Linked DNA regions of Mus musculus: region 1 is linked to region 2. The links are chromatin contacts, called in public HiChIP or PLAC-seq maps. All regions are on one chromosome and are shown on one strand. The core of a region is the stretch at or near the end of the contact, and the rest is flanking DNA. Distances in the headings are between cores, read along the strand shown.

Region 1 (7,143 bases), core at 4,315-6,814, 69 kb before region 2:
TCTTAAAGTAGTGTGTGAAGACTCAGCCCACTGTGGGCATCAACATTCCTTAGGCAGGAGGTTTTGAACTGTGTAAGAGTGGAGAAATCCAGATGAACACAGCCTAGCAAGTGAGCACGCATGCCTCCCTTCCTCTCTGCTCTTGACTATGGGACTAATCCGTGGACAATGTCTGGGAAGACACCACTGAGACAACTGGTGTAACGACCACAGGCTGTGGGTCAGATGCACCAAGGCTGAAGTTCCCAAGTTTGACCGTCACATGTGGCTTTGTTCTTGGGGAATTCGGAGGGAACCTTTATGGGTTGAGGGGAATGGTTTCTACATCTTATTTTCAGATGATCAAGAAAAGAAAGTCCAGAAAGAAAGGAGAAATCCATGAGTCAGATGTCAGTACTGGCTGAGTTAATACCACATGGGACTCTTGGACAGTTATGGCAACATATTTTCAACTAGAAACTTCAAAATCTTAAAGTGTGAGTGTGTGTGTGTATGAGAGAGAAAGAGAGAGAGAGAGAGAGAGTAAGTATGTGTACTGTGTTTGAGTGTGTGTACATGTGTGTATGTGTTGTACTGTGAGTGTCTGTCTGAGTGTGTATATGTGTGTGAGTGTGTGTGTCTGTGTGTATATGTGTATATTGTATTTGAGTGTGTATGTGTGTGTATGTATGTGTCCTGCATTTGAGTGTGTGAATGTGTATGTGTGTATGAGTGTAGGCATGTGTATTGTGTTTGAGTGTGTGTAAGTATGTGTGTGTTTGAGTATGTGTGTTTGTGTGTGTAAGTGTGCGAATGTATGTATGTGTGAGTATGTGTGTGTGTCTGAATATGTGTGTATGAGTATATGTGTATTGTGTTTGAATGTGTGTGTGTATGTGTACTGCATTTGAGTGTGTTATGTATGTATATGAGTGTGTGTCTGAATGTGTTTGTATGTATGTGTATTGTGTTTGAGCATGTGTTTGTATGTATGTGTCTGAATGTGTGTGAGTATTGTGTGTATTGTGTTTGAGTGTGTATAGGTATATGTGTGTATTGTATTTGAGTGTGTGTATGTGTGTGTTAGTGTGTGTATGTGTATAAGTGTGTGTCTGAATGTGTATGTATTGTGTTTGAGTCTGTGTTTGTATGTGTGTGTTTGAGTGTGATGAGTATTGTATGTTTGAGTGTGTGTATGAGTATATATATATGTGCTTGAGTATGTGTGAGTGTGAGTGTATGTATGCATGAGTGTGTGAGTGTGAGTGTGTGTGTGTGAATGTGAGCTATAAGAGGGTGTCAGATCCACAGAAGCCTGACCTACAGACAGTTGTACATTGACCAGCCTGGGTGCTGGGAACCAAGATCAAGTCCTCAACAAGAGTAGCATACTCTGGTAACTACTGAGCCATCTCTCCATCCCTATAGCTAGAATGTAAATGAATATGCTGTTTTGAGTGCCCATCCACACCTGCCTGAACTTCATCAAAGTCTGTCTGTCTGTCTGTACTCACTGACCTAATGGTGCTTCCTTTATTGGTGCACAGGTGAGGCTAGCTATTTGATACCTTGATGCTGCTTCAATTCAAGTGTAGGTTGTGGCTCAAGGAGGTAGTTCATAAACCCACAGGCTAGTTCAGGCACTCACAGCTATACACACTCCTAAGGGGAGTTACCACCCCGGCCCCTTTCCCTTCGCTGTCTGTCCACCTGGCTTCTGGGACAGTTCTCTTTTCTAGGTACACTATTTGAGTGCCTCTGCCAACTAGCTTCACCAAGTCCCCAGTCTGTAGGTGGCTTTCCCTTCTCTGTGAAACATGTATCCCCCAAATCAGATGACCTAGCCTGACAAACCTCAGAGAATGTCTGTCTGATTTGGAAAACATGGTCAAGCAGGAACTGGCCAGTTAATTCTATGATCTTGAACTAGAGTGTTACCTCATCAGGCCTGCCTGTCCTCAGTTGTAGACATCCCCGTGACGAGCTGATCCTCAGACCTCCCAGGCTTGGTTAGAAGTGGTGACCAGGGACAGCAGTTCTAACTGGATTTCATCTAAGCTTGAGTAGGTTTATGATCACCCAGAAGACACCTCTGGGCCTGACTGTGAGGGTACTACCACTGTCCAGGCATCTGTCTTCACTCCCAGCTCTCTGATCACTGGACCACTTAGCTGTGAGCAAGCACCTGCCCACTGCTGTGAGTTCCCAGGCCCGGTGGACTGTATCCCCTTTATCCATGAGCCAACACAAATCCTTCCTCCCTTGAGCTTTCTTCTTTGGTCACAGTAGTGAGCAGGACCTAATGAGCATCCACAGAGACTGATCCCTATAGTGCTTTGGGGAATTTATCACTGTGTAGCCATTTCCAAATCCTCTACATCCCAGGGACACCCAAGTCATGTCCTTTCCCCATCCCATAATGATTTTTATTTTTGGAAAAATAAAGTCTGTTTAAGTCTTTTTACCTCTGAGCAGTCACGATGAAGCTGAGAATTTCCTCTTCCCCAGACAGGTGGCTTGTATCAAAGATGACACTGAATTCATACTAGGGAGAAAGAAAGAAAGCACATTTGGCACCCACAAGCATTCTATACTTTTTAAACTAAATTTTCTAGAATGGTTTGCAGTTTATAACCTCTGGAAGCTCATCTGCATAGCAAGGGTTACTTTTTAATGTATATCTGATTTTCGGGTGGCAGGGGGCTGCCTCAGCAGAACTCCCTCCGCCCCAGGGAGATGCACATCACCCCTTCCAGCCACAGGAAGTCTTAGAGCAAGCAGCACATTGAAGCTGCAAAGCCGGGAGCCTCTGACTCGACTCCACCACCTTCCCAGCTTTTACGTTTCTCAGCAGCCATGATGTTCAAGATAGTCTTCAATCCCAGCAAATGCTGAAAGATTGCGAATTGCATCTCAATTATTTGGTTTCCACTCAAATTCTAGGCAAGTGCATGCTTTCCTGAGACGTCGAATTCCGTGAAACTGAATGCTACTTGAGAGCAGTGGGCACAGACCCTTAAATCAAACCATTATCTATGTTGGGCGCAGGCACCCCGTTCCGAGGCAGAAATCTCTGCTGCAGAGGAACTTGGTTTATGAGGAATGAAAGGGTCAAGGGTCTTGTCCCAGATGAGTTAAGTCAACCACCCTAAAGACTGAAGTGAGAGGAGGGCCCAGGTCACTGCCAATCAGAGTGAGAGCTGGAAGTGAGCGACAGAAGCCCACTGCCAATCAGAGTGAAAGCTGGAAGTGAGCGACAGAAGCCCACTGCCAATCAGAGTGAGACTGAAGTGTAGTCCCGCGGGCAGAGCAGGTCCTGGCACCTGATAACCCCAGAGTCTGAGGACAGGAGAGTGTGAGGGGGCCACAGGTAGGGGAGCTCAGCCCTTGTAACGGTGCTAGGTTTTCTACCTCCTCCCCATCCCCTCACCTCTGAGTTAATATTGCTTATGGTCTTGACATCTGTACGTGGAATTTAAAAAAATAATATAATATGATTATTTATGCTTATGGCCTCTGCAGCAGAAACAGGAAATCAATATTCTGATAGTCATTATTCTATTGACTTTATGACATTTGCAGAGTTGATACATGTTGGTGAGACTCACTTTCCACTGGGAGAGACAACTACATGCACTTTTGGTTTGATTTGTCACATGGATTAGATTTTTACAGCAGAGTAGCATGTTCAAGAAAGGCCATGGGCTTTTCAATGAAGTCTCTTTTCTGTTACTCGGAAAATGTACATGAAGTGGTGTGAGTGTGTGCAAATGTGTGTGAGTGTGCATGTGTGCATATGTGTGTGCATATGTGAGTGTACATAGGTGTGTGCATATTTGTGTATGCATGTGTATATGCGTGTGCATATGTGTGAGCGTGTGCATATTTCTGTGTGTATATTCAAGTGTGTGCATATGTGACTCTGTGTGTGTGTGTATGTGTGTGTAGCAATAAGTGGCCAATGGGAAGAACCAGGGGTACTCTGGTCTAGGAAGCACCCATCTTGGCCAAGGGCCTTACCTTAGACTTTGACCTCATGAAAGGAAATCCCACACTGCACTTGAGGAAGTCTGATTCCAGCAGCTCACAGGAAATGCCCATCTCCTCCTGAAACGGAAAATGTCAACAGATGGTGGGACTGTGTGGAGGATGGAGGCATGGGAGGGCCTCGTCCCCAGCTGTGGTGGGCTGGAGCTCTGAGACCAAGTCTCCACTCTTCTCTGCCTGCCCACTTTCCCAGGGTTCCCCGAGACAGCTTCAGAGGACAGAACTAGAGATGATTTTAAACTAATGATTGAGGTCTTAACCATCGTTGTTAACTTCTCTGGATTTGGACTCACACAGGAGAGTATACCCTATTGAATGTGTAGTCTCTGAGGAGACTTGGGCCATGGGACCTGGATGAACATTCCTTCTTTCACTCTTTCTTCCCCGACCCTCTGCACTTAGGAAAGGGTTTTGTAACTGGGCCTCATGTATTCTAAGCAAAGAAGACTGGGTTGCTAGGATGGTTCAGTGGGTAAAGGCACTTGCTGCCAAGCCTGACAACCAAGAGTTTAATCCCTAGGACCCACCTGGTGGAATGAGAGAGCTGACTGCTACAGGCTGTCCTCTGACATTCACATGTGTACCATGCCATGTGTGCATGTACACATACACACATACACATACACTTTTAAAAGGTGGAAGTGCAGGGCATCATATGTTAAGAAAACTCCCACTCAGTAGCCGTTTGCCCAGTATGCAAATGTTTTATTCATCATGTTATTATTTTTTACTTAAAAAAGATTTATTTATTTTGCTCCTTTATGTGTACATATATTTTACCTACATGTATGTGTGTGCACTGTGTGCATGCCTGGTACCCTTAAAGGCTAGAAAAGGACATTGGATATCTTGGAATTGGAGTTACAGATGGTTGAGAGCTGCCATGTGGGTACTGGGAATTGAACTCTGGTCCCCTGAATGAGTAGCAAGTGCTCTTAACCCCTGAGCCATCTCCGTGGCCCCAGCGGTGCTGTTTTAAAGAGGCTAATCACACCAGCAAGCCTTTAGCTTGGTATCTTTGAAAGTCATAATAAAAATACTGAATGATTTTAAATGCGGCATAAAGCCCAGATATTTTCACTAGCTTCTTACTTATTTTGCAAGCAGAGTCCCAACAAAATCTTTTGAAAATATTTTGACTATGAGATCTTGGACTGGACTTGAGGCCGACTGACTAATTTCTCCCAGCCTCACTGTTCCTGAGCTAGCAAGGGAAGCTGACAAGGTTCCTCTCTGGAGATCACAGGGAATTGTGATCCAATTGAAATTTCTTAACAGTACACATTATGCTCGAGATAGGAAACCATCAGTTAACATTAAACAAGCAAACAACGACAAGACCACAACACAACGACAGGAAGCATTGTATTGTGCGCGCACGCACACACACTCTCAGTGCCTGGCACTCAAGAGCTCTTGACTTTGCATTTATTGAGTGAGCAGGCTTGGCTCGTGGAAGCCTCGTGTGAGGGGACTGCAAACAGCAGCTCCTTTTGCTGGCCTGCCTGGCATGAGGGACGCTTGCCTTGAAGAAGCCGTCTTTTCCAGACATACCTTGGCTGCCCTAGTTCTGGGCACACAGCCAGCAGAGCCAGGGTCCAGACTCTGTAACAACGTGGGGGTGTTTGGAAGCTCAGACAATGAAGCCAGTGAGCCTCTCTGGCCTTTTGGCCTCCTTCCTCTCATTCACAGGAGGGTTTGATTTTAGACTTCGAGAAGGGTCTTACGCAGCCACCAACGTAGCAGTCTTTGGAGACAGAATGTCTTCGAGTTGCGAGGTGGGGTTACTCTAAGAGTCAGATTGAATTTGGAGTTTTGACTTTGCATTTTCTAGTTTCAACATGTGTTTGTCAAACTGAAAACGACCCTCAGGTCTCCATGTCTGGCTATCGGTTTGATGTTCCTCTGAGATCCGTTTCTTAGCATCCTCTGGTGGGGGTTCTTTTTGGAGGTGTTTCATCCCAAACTTCTTAAGTAACAGAGGAGCCAGAGGCAAGCAAAGCCCCTAGCAACCTGGCTCAACAGAAAGAGGCGTTACTCCTGGAGAAGACACCAGCAGCTCTCTTCAGTGACAAGTCAGCTGAGAGACTTGTTGCTCAGCTGACTTGTCAGCACCTGACAGCACCTGACAAATTTCTGTTGGTGAAACACGTGGGCCGGCTGCAGCTTAGAAAGGAACGTGTTTTGGCCTTCACCGGTAGGCTTTGACTGTTGGTTCAGATTTGCAATGGCTATGTGTGTTGTCATGTAAATAAACTATCCTTTCTGGAAGCCTGCATTTTATCACCTGTCTAATGAAGTCACAGCACCTGCCTGAGATGACCCTCCCCTCCCCCATGTCCCAACCAAAGCTGAAGGATGTGGGTAGGTTTCACAGGTGAGCTCTGCTCAGCAATGGCTCACCAACATGCCAGGCAGTGTATAAACTCCATTGTCTCATGATTCCCTCTTACTTCTCCACTTGTGAGAAGGAACCTGGAGTGCAAAGGTGTTCTATCAGGTGCTGGAGGGCTGAGTGGGCATATGGATGCCAAATGTCCGAGCTCAGACCTGCTTCTCTGCACCATCTCTTTAAATGTAAATTCCCGTATCCTGATACAACCCCAGCCCCATGGATCTAGTACAGGGCACAGCAAGGGTATGAGGGAGACTTCTCACTTGAACATTTGGCGGTGAGACTTAGGCTCTGACATATGTCACAGGTAATACACACATGGTGTCTTATCTTCCGCCGTTGCCTAATGCTGTCTTTGCATTCGTCAAAGCATTCATTAATTCATCCACTCATGCATTCATTCACAAACTCCCTCACTGTTCTTCCAGCAAATGCCTATAAACACCAAGCATGGAACAGAGGGCCCTATGAAGGCTGAGAGGGGATGTCAGCCTTTAAGGGAGCAGCATTAACACTTTTTAATGTAGAAGGAAACAATCTAGGCTCTACCTAGATTGATCAATGAGGAGACCAAGCGTGGAGTTTCCATGGAACAGGATAGCATTCAACCTTGAGAAAATGCTGACGCATATCACAGCATAGGTGTTTGCTTGAAATTCAAAATTCAAAGGTGCAGTGAAAGGAACCAGCCATGCAGCCAATGTCACACATGTTGCTCCATT
Region 2 (6,983 bases), core at 2,039-4,538:
ATTGGAAAAGCAGCTTCCTGCTTCCTGTTGCAGTAGCTGGGAGCAGTTGGGAAATTCAAACCACACTGAGAGGTGGGCAGAGGCAGAGGAGGGTGCAGGGATTAGAAACAGGCCCTGCAGAAGCCTAGCCTCTCCTTTCCACAGACTGGGCTGCTCCAAGCTGCAGAGGGAAAATAGCAGGCTGTTTGGGGGTTTCCCCATCATTTTTTGGAAGTCCTGCTTCCTTCTGTTCCACACCACATTAAGTGGAGGGACTGGCCAGAGTAGAAATCTGTGGCTCTCTGGCATTCACCACAGTGGCTTAACTTTTACTACTTAAAAAGTTGCCACTACAAGCTGATTTTTTTTTCCTTTTTCTTCTCCTTTGAGGCAAGGTCGCATCTACCCCAGACTGGCTCAAAGTTTTTATGCAATCAAAGATGAGTCCTGATCATTTTGCTGCCGCCCCAGAGTGCTGGGATCACCGGCGTGCACCATCTCTCAAGGCTACAAACAGAAACCTCTTGGGTTGACTATATATTAATCCTCCTCCGCGGAGAGGCCAGAGGCAACCTTTTCCTGCCGAGGGCATCAGGACTACTTTGAAAACTGAAGGCACACTTAGGGAGGACACCCAGGCTGGTGGCAGAGCCGGCCGCAGCTGGGGTATTTAATAGGGAATGTAACACATGGTCCATTTGAAATTTATTGGGTGCTTACTTTATGCCAGGCATTGTGCCGGGCAGGAGACAGACATGAAAGACCCGGAGGGAACGAACAGTTCCGGAGGGAAAAGCCAAGCCACGACAATGTCCTACTCCATGCACTAGGGTAGAGGTGACTTTGAGGACACAAAGGACGATCACGTCTTATTCTTAAAGGCCTGGAAGGCTTCCCAGGAGAGGTTCTCGTGGGTTGAGCTGTAAGACAGAAGGACTTGTGCCAGACAACGGGTGAAGGCTCAGCTGGTACAGCTGGTACAGCAGTGCACAGGAAGCTTAGAGGTGCTAGTGACCATATAGATCCAAAGACAGAAAAGTCAGGCTCATGGGCAGGGGCAGGGTGGCTCATGCAACAATCAGATCCCTGGTGTCCCTGATTAAGGCTGAGTGAACCCCACGCTAAGCGCTAGGGAGCACAGGGTTCACATGATCCTTCAGGCTGTGTCTGGAAAGCTTTGCTAGCTGTAGCACAACGGTATTGGTGGCAGAAGGGTTGGAAAGAGGCTGGGAAGGTTTAAACAAAAGATCTCTTTTGGGATAGCCCCCGTTTCAGTTGTTCGGGACCCACAAGAAGACCAAGCTACACGTCTGCTACTTATGTGTGGGAGGCCTAGGTCCGGCCTGTATATGTTCTTTGGTTGTTGGTTCAGACTTTGAGAGCCCGAGGGTCCAGGTTAGTTTATTCTGCTGGTCTTCCTGTGGAGTTCCTATCCCCTTCAGTGCCTGCAATCCTTCCTCCTATTCTTCCATAAGAGTCCCCAAGCTTCATCCACTGTGTGGCTATGGGTGACTGCATCTGTCTGAGTCAGCTGCTGGGTGAAGCCTCTCAGAGAATGAACAACTGGAATGGGGGCTATCCCAGCAGCTGTTCTTGAGCAGGATATGTTCTTGTAGCTGGGCTGCCTTGTCTGGCCTCAGTAGGAGACGAAGCACCTAGCCTTGAAGTGCCAGGGTGGGGGGATACCCAGAGAGGCTCCCACCTGCTCAGAGGAGGAGGGGAGGGTAGAGGGGGAAGGATTGTGGGAAGGGGTGACGGGGAGGGGGGCAGTGAGTGGGATGTAAAGTGAAAAGGGAAAAAATTAAATTAAAATTTAAAATAAGAATTGAAAAATAAATGAAAAGTTCAGCATGGGTGGGCTGGAGCCAGGACCCAACCATGGGCCAGAGGCAGGAACACCTCTCCGGGCCTAAAGAAGACACGCGTTACCGTTTGGGAGGAGTTGAGGGTGACTTAGTCCCACTTCTCACTGAAGGGCCCTAAGCAGGCTGGGCTTGATCACTGTGGCACCAGCTGGCTAGCCATGTGACTTGGAAATCTACCCCATAGCTGCTTTTCCCCTCTGGAAAAAGAAAAAAAAAAAAAAAAAGTAACTGACAGTTTTTCCTTTCCTTGGCTCACAGTGGCAAATTAAATAAAAACAGGAAGGGCTGGCCTCACTTTAAATTTGCAGAATACACAGAAGTGAATTCAGCAAATGAGCAGCTATCATTAAGTTAGAGTATCGCTTTGGGGGAAAGTCCACTAAGTGGGTTTTTGTTGTTGTTTTGTTTTTGAAACCTCAATGTTCTTTTTTCTTTTGTAAATGTGATTTTTCTGCCCCCGCCCCCCCTTCTATCCTGAATCCTCTCTCACGTGTTCTCTGGGGCCAACCCTCTCCACTTCTGCCTGTGTTGGCCTCACAGACATCCCCACAAGCCGGGAATGGCATCCCGTGCTTCTACTTACAAACCAGCTGGGTTGCATAATGACACTTTCCTCAACCCACAGAGACTGGGCAGCTCCTGGTGACGTCACAGCCAGCCTAGTGGGCATGAGAATGCTTGTGGCGATCACACAGTGGCCAAGTTGCCTATTAACTGCTCTCTCAGAAGACATCCTCCTCCACGGGATGCTATCAGAACAGCAGCTAAAATGTTGCAGGCTATTTTAAAATTCTCGTAAACTGGGAGGTTGGTTTAAAAGGACACAAAAGGTTTTTCCACGTCTAGGAATAGTAAATACTATTTAGTATTTCCTCCCACTGACAACTGGAAAAGTTAGACACACATAGACATATGCTGGTGTGTGTGTGTGCATGAGATAGAGTGAGAGAGAGAGAGAGAGAGAGAGAGAGAGAGAGTCTCTATTTACCCCCAACACTGGTTTAAAATTATGAGGGAACCATGAAAGGGTCAGCACTTCATAGCCTGGAGCCCCCAGAGAGGAAGAGAACACACAGAGTACCACGCCATTTACTGGCTCTTTCACCTTCACATGTATCCAGACTTGTAGCCATGTGGAACGAGGATCTGCGAGCTGAGCTTCTGCCAGGAATTTGGGATGCTCAGAGGCAGCCAGGATGAGGACCCAGGGGCCCAAAGAGAGAGAGGAGCAAAGAGAGGAGTGTGAACCCAAGGCTTCACTCACCCTCTAGGTAGCTGGAAATCCCCACAGCAGAAGCAGAAGAGCTTGAGAATGAGAGATCAATCAAGGGCAGGAGTTAGGCTGCTGGGATACCAGCTCTTGGCCAGCGGTAAAGCAGACACAGCAGGAGAGAGGACCTGTGACCCCGGCAAGTCAACAAGAATGAATGGAAAGCTCAGGGAGGAGCCCCAGAGGCACACAGGACACAGTGAGAGGGGTGACATCTATAGTTATCCAGTATGCCTAGCATGATAGTGTGCTCACGCTGCATCACACACAAACAGTAAGCGGCAGGCAGCTCGTGCTAGTTTGTAAAGCATCTCTGATGTAAAGAAAGTTTGTAAAACTTCCTTTACCAGCGCTAGTTGATTGAAGCTTGGGGTTCAGGGAGTAGATGCAGAAACTGGATGAGGGGTGACTGAACAACACAGAATTCGTTCTGGGATAATGAAAGTATTCCAAGATTGATTGTGGGAATAGCTGTAGAACTACCAATACATCAAAACTAAATCACACACATACGCGAGTACAAGCACACATATGTGTGCACACACATGCACACGCATACATGCACACACTCTGTGACAGCTAATTTTACTTGTCAACTTGGGTGGATTTAGAATTACCTAGAAACATACCTCCGCCATGTCTATGAGAGTAGCCTGAGAGAGGTTTATCTCTAAGGGATAAGAGGGAGGGAAGATTCACCCTGAATGTGAGTGGCACCATCCCACAGGCGGGGGCTCTAGACTTCATCACAAAGAGAAGACAAATCCAGAGTCAGCATTCATCTCTTCCTGTTCCTACTCCAGTGAGAGGAGGAGGAGGAGGAGGAGGAGGAGGAGGAGGAGGAAGAAGAGGAGGAGGAAGAAGAGGAAGAGGAGGAGGAGAATTCTGGCCACAGGCACCTTTGACTGCAGAGCTGCCTGGCTCTACCTTTTCTGCCACCATGGACTATATTGTCCCAGCCATAAGACAAAGCAACGCTACCCCCACCCCCCCCAGGAGCTGCTTCTTGTCAGGTATTTGGTTGCAGCATTGAGAAAACTCTCTGCCTTACTGTTCTATCACTGTGACAAAACACCACGGCCAGGGCAACTTACAAAAGAAACTGTTTAACTGGGCTTATGGTGACAGTTCACGAAGCAAAGATATGGGAACAGGAAAAGCAGAGAGCTCACATCTTGATCCTCAAGTAGGAGACAGAGAGGATCCTGGGAACGGACGAGTCTTAGGAGTCTCTTGAAATGTCAAAGCCCATGCATACTGACTCGTCTCCTCCATTAAGGCAACCCCACCCTCCCGATCCTTCCAAAACAGTTCCACCATTGGGAGCTTACCATTCAAATGGCTGAGACTGAGGGGGGCCATGTGATTCAAGCTGCCACAGTCTCTGGGACGTGCTTTAAATGAGCAAATTGTGCAGCATTATGAATTATGTCTCAATAAATCTGCTACCAAACCTTTTAATGGGAAAAAATGCCAACATACTCCTGCCCTGCTGCTAAGCCAATCTTTATCAGGACACCTGCGCAGAGCCAACTCTACTCCCTGTTCTATGAGAAAAGAAATGGAAGCCACGTGTGCTTTTGATTGCAGTCCTATAAATTAGAAGACAAACAGGCAAAATTAAAGAAACTAAGGAGGAAATTCTATAAATAATTTTAAACAGAACGTGATGAAAAGCACCTCTGACTGTGACAGTCTCCCCAGACTCCATTTACCTTGCAAAGACACAAAGCTTTATCTCTGGAAGGATTGAGTTACAAACATCAACCAGGATCCTGAAAATGGCTGAATTCAAAGGACCACAGGACTCTTGTCCCTCAGTCTTAGTGAAAGCCACCTACCCTCTTTGTGCAGTCCATCACACTAACAGACAGATTTTTGGTCTGATAGGTGGGAGAGTCCTTCAGCACATACCAGTGCTCAGTAAGGACAAGGATGTACCAATTCGCATATTTGCATAAATAGCTCTACTCACAGATGAAAACCACAAACTCTACTGATGAAACCAACAAGTTGTGGGGGGTGTCTGAGGATCTGTTTGTGTTGTGGTGCCCTGCCCCCACCTACTCACGTGTTTTGGGAGTGGGCTCCAGGCTGGTGGTGCCTGTTTGGGGAGGGGCTCTCTGGAGGAAGTGGAGATGGGCCTTGAAGTTGATAAGCTTCAAATCCCTACACCTCTGGTACAACATAACCTGCTACTTCACAGTCCTAAGGCCAGGCCTTCCCTGCTAGGATGCACTGTATCCTCAAAACACAAGCCAAGATGAAACCTTCCTCCTGTGACTGCTTATCACACATTTGGTGACAGAAAGGAGAAAAGTCAGTAATAGTTTGATTCTACGTTGGAGTTTATAGAGAGGGAGGGGTGGTGTGTGTGCGTGAGCATGTTCACATGCACGAACACACACACACACACACACACACACACACACACACACAGACAGACAAAGGAACAACAGGTAATCCTTGGAAAGGAGCCGCTCTGGAAAGGAAACTAAAGTTTGCAAGGAGCCCAAGCTGGAGAGAACCCCAGCTCCATCTCTCGTAGAATTTGACCCAGGTCAGCTTGCTTCCTCTCTCTGAGCCTGTCCTGTATATAAAGTAGATGGAGAGAATCGACTTTGCATGACTTTATGAGGAGGAGACTCAGCTGGGTCTGGTAGCACAGCCTTGTAATCCCAGCTATTTAGGAAGCTGAGACAGGAGGATTGAAATTTCAAAGCCAGCCTGGGAAACTCATTAAGACAGTGTTTGGGAGTTTCAAAAAGGGGTCAGGAGATAAAGCATGCAGCAGGATACTAACATGACAGGCGCAAAACCCTAGGCAGGTTCCATCTCCAGGATTGGAAAAATAAATAAAGATGGGGGTGGGGGGAGGAGAGTGAGAGAGGGAGAGGGGGAAGGGGAGGGGGAGGAAAGACAGGCAGACAGACAGACAGACAGACACTGACTATGTGTGGAGGAGCTTGAGATCCTGGCATGAGCAACAGTGAACAGCAGCACCATGAGGATCCCTTGAGAAGAGCCTTGCAGAGCAAAGCCACACGACAAAGGTAAGGGAGAGACAGACACACAGGGAAAGAGGTCTCTCAGTCCACAGCAGTGAAGACTGTCTGTCCATCACAGGTGCTTGCAATAAGCACTAAGACAACAATCGCACAGACAGTCAGCGTGACTGGCAGAGGGTGAGAGAGTGAACTCTGTACAGAGCTGTGTACCCCAGCCACATTCTAGATTACATCTGCATGCAACTGACCTCACTACCTATGCCTTTGAATAACCCCCTCACGGGCATGGGAATGGCTGAACATTAGTGGGTGTCACGCTTGTGACTATGTTACATTATATGACAAAGGCACAGGAGGCTCACAGATATAATTAAAGTCCTGCATCAGTTAGACTGAGTTAAATGGTGATCTGGGTAGACCTACTCAGGTGGTTTCCCACACAGTCTCTTGCAGACCTCGAAGTTGTCATGGCCACCATTCAATTCGCCCACAACCACAGAGTCTGGAGGATAGCCCTGGGCTTCCAACTGCCCCAAACCTTAACTGCAGCCTGGTGATACTTAAGGTCAAACGAGGCCGTGCCCACACCGAAGCTGTGAGATTACACACCTTTAGTTTTACGGCGTGCTGGAAAGTGTACGCATGCGCAGGTGCTCCTGGCTTCCAGATGCACACAAGTAAAAGCTCACTGCCCCTCTTTGTCACGCTCCCCTTCACTGGGAAGGATAAACTGCACACCAGAGCCTTCCCCGGGCTTCGGCTGGGGCTTGACTCAGCATCCTTACTCAGTTCTCTCTCTCTTTCCTCCATATTCAGTCTCCCTCACCTTGACAGCTCTCCACATAAATCTTTGTCCTAAAT

The links. HiChIP or PLAC-seq counts read pairs in DNA pulled down with a chosen protein or histone mark.
Region 1: a contact with region 2 is called in an H3K27ac HiChIP or PLAC-seq map of heart atrium, with 6 read pairs. The contact joins two enhancer-like sites. A contact is called at or near these places in 4 of 484 Hi-C or Micro-C datasets (bone marrow-derived macrophages, cranial neural crest, double positive thymocytes and 1 more), 1 of 115 datasets of contacts at active chromatin or transcription factors (heart atrium) and 2 of 9 other capture datasets (adipose tissue and pancreatic islet).

Annotation. Positions count from the first base shown.
Region 1 is chr9:118,829,677-118,836,819 of GRCm38.p6, reverse strand. It overlaps Itga9 (integrin alpha 9), which reads right to left. Exons shown (of 28, transcript NM_133721.2): 19 at 4,000-4,086; 20 at 2,445-2,524. Among named protein-coding and RNA genes, the nearest start is that of Gm39454, 18 kb to the left of the region's middle. Within about 2 kb of position 5,564, at least 35 of the 459 cell types and tissues checked have an H3K27ac peak or open chromatin away from gene starts, as enhancers often do. A contact at or near this core is called in adipose tissue and heart atrium, where this site is marked.
Region 2 is chr9:118,758,411-118,765,393 of GRCm38.p6, reverse strand. The region is part of intron 15 of Itga9 (integrin alpha 9); the gene reads right to left. Among named protein-coding and RNA genes, the nearest start is that of Gm39454, 89 kb to the left of the region's middle. Within about 2 kb of position 3,288, at least 34 of the 459 cell types and tissues checked have an H3K27ac peak or open chromatin away from gene starts, as enhancers often do. A contact at or near this core is called in adipose tissue and heart atrium, where this site is marked.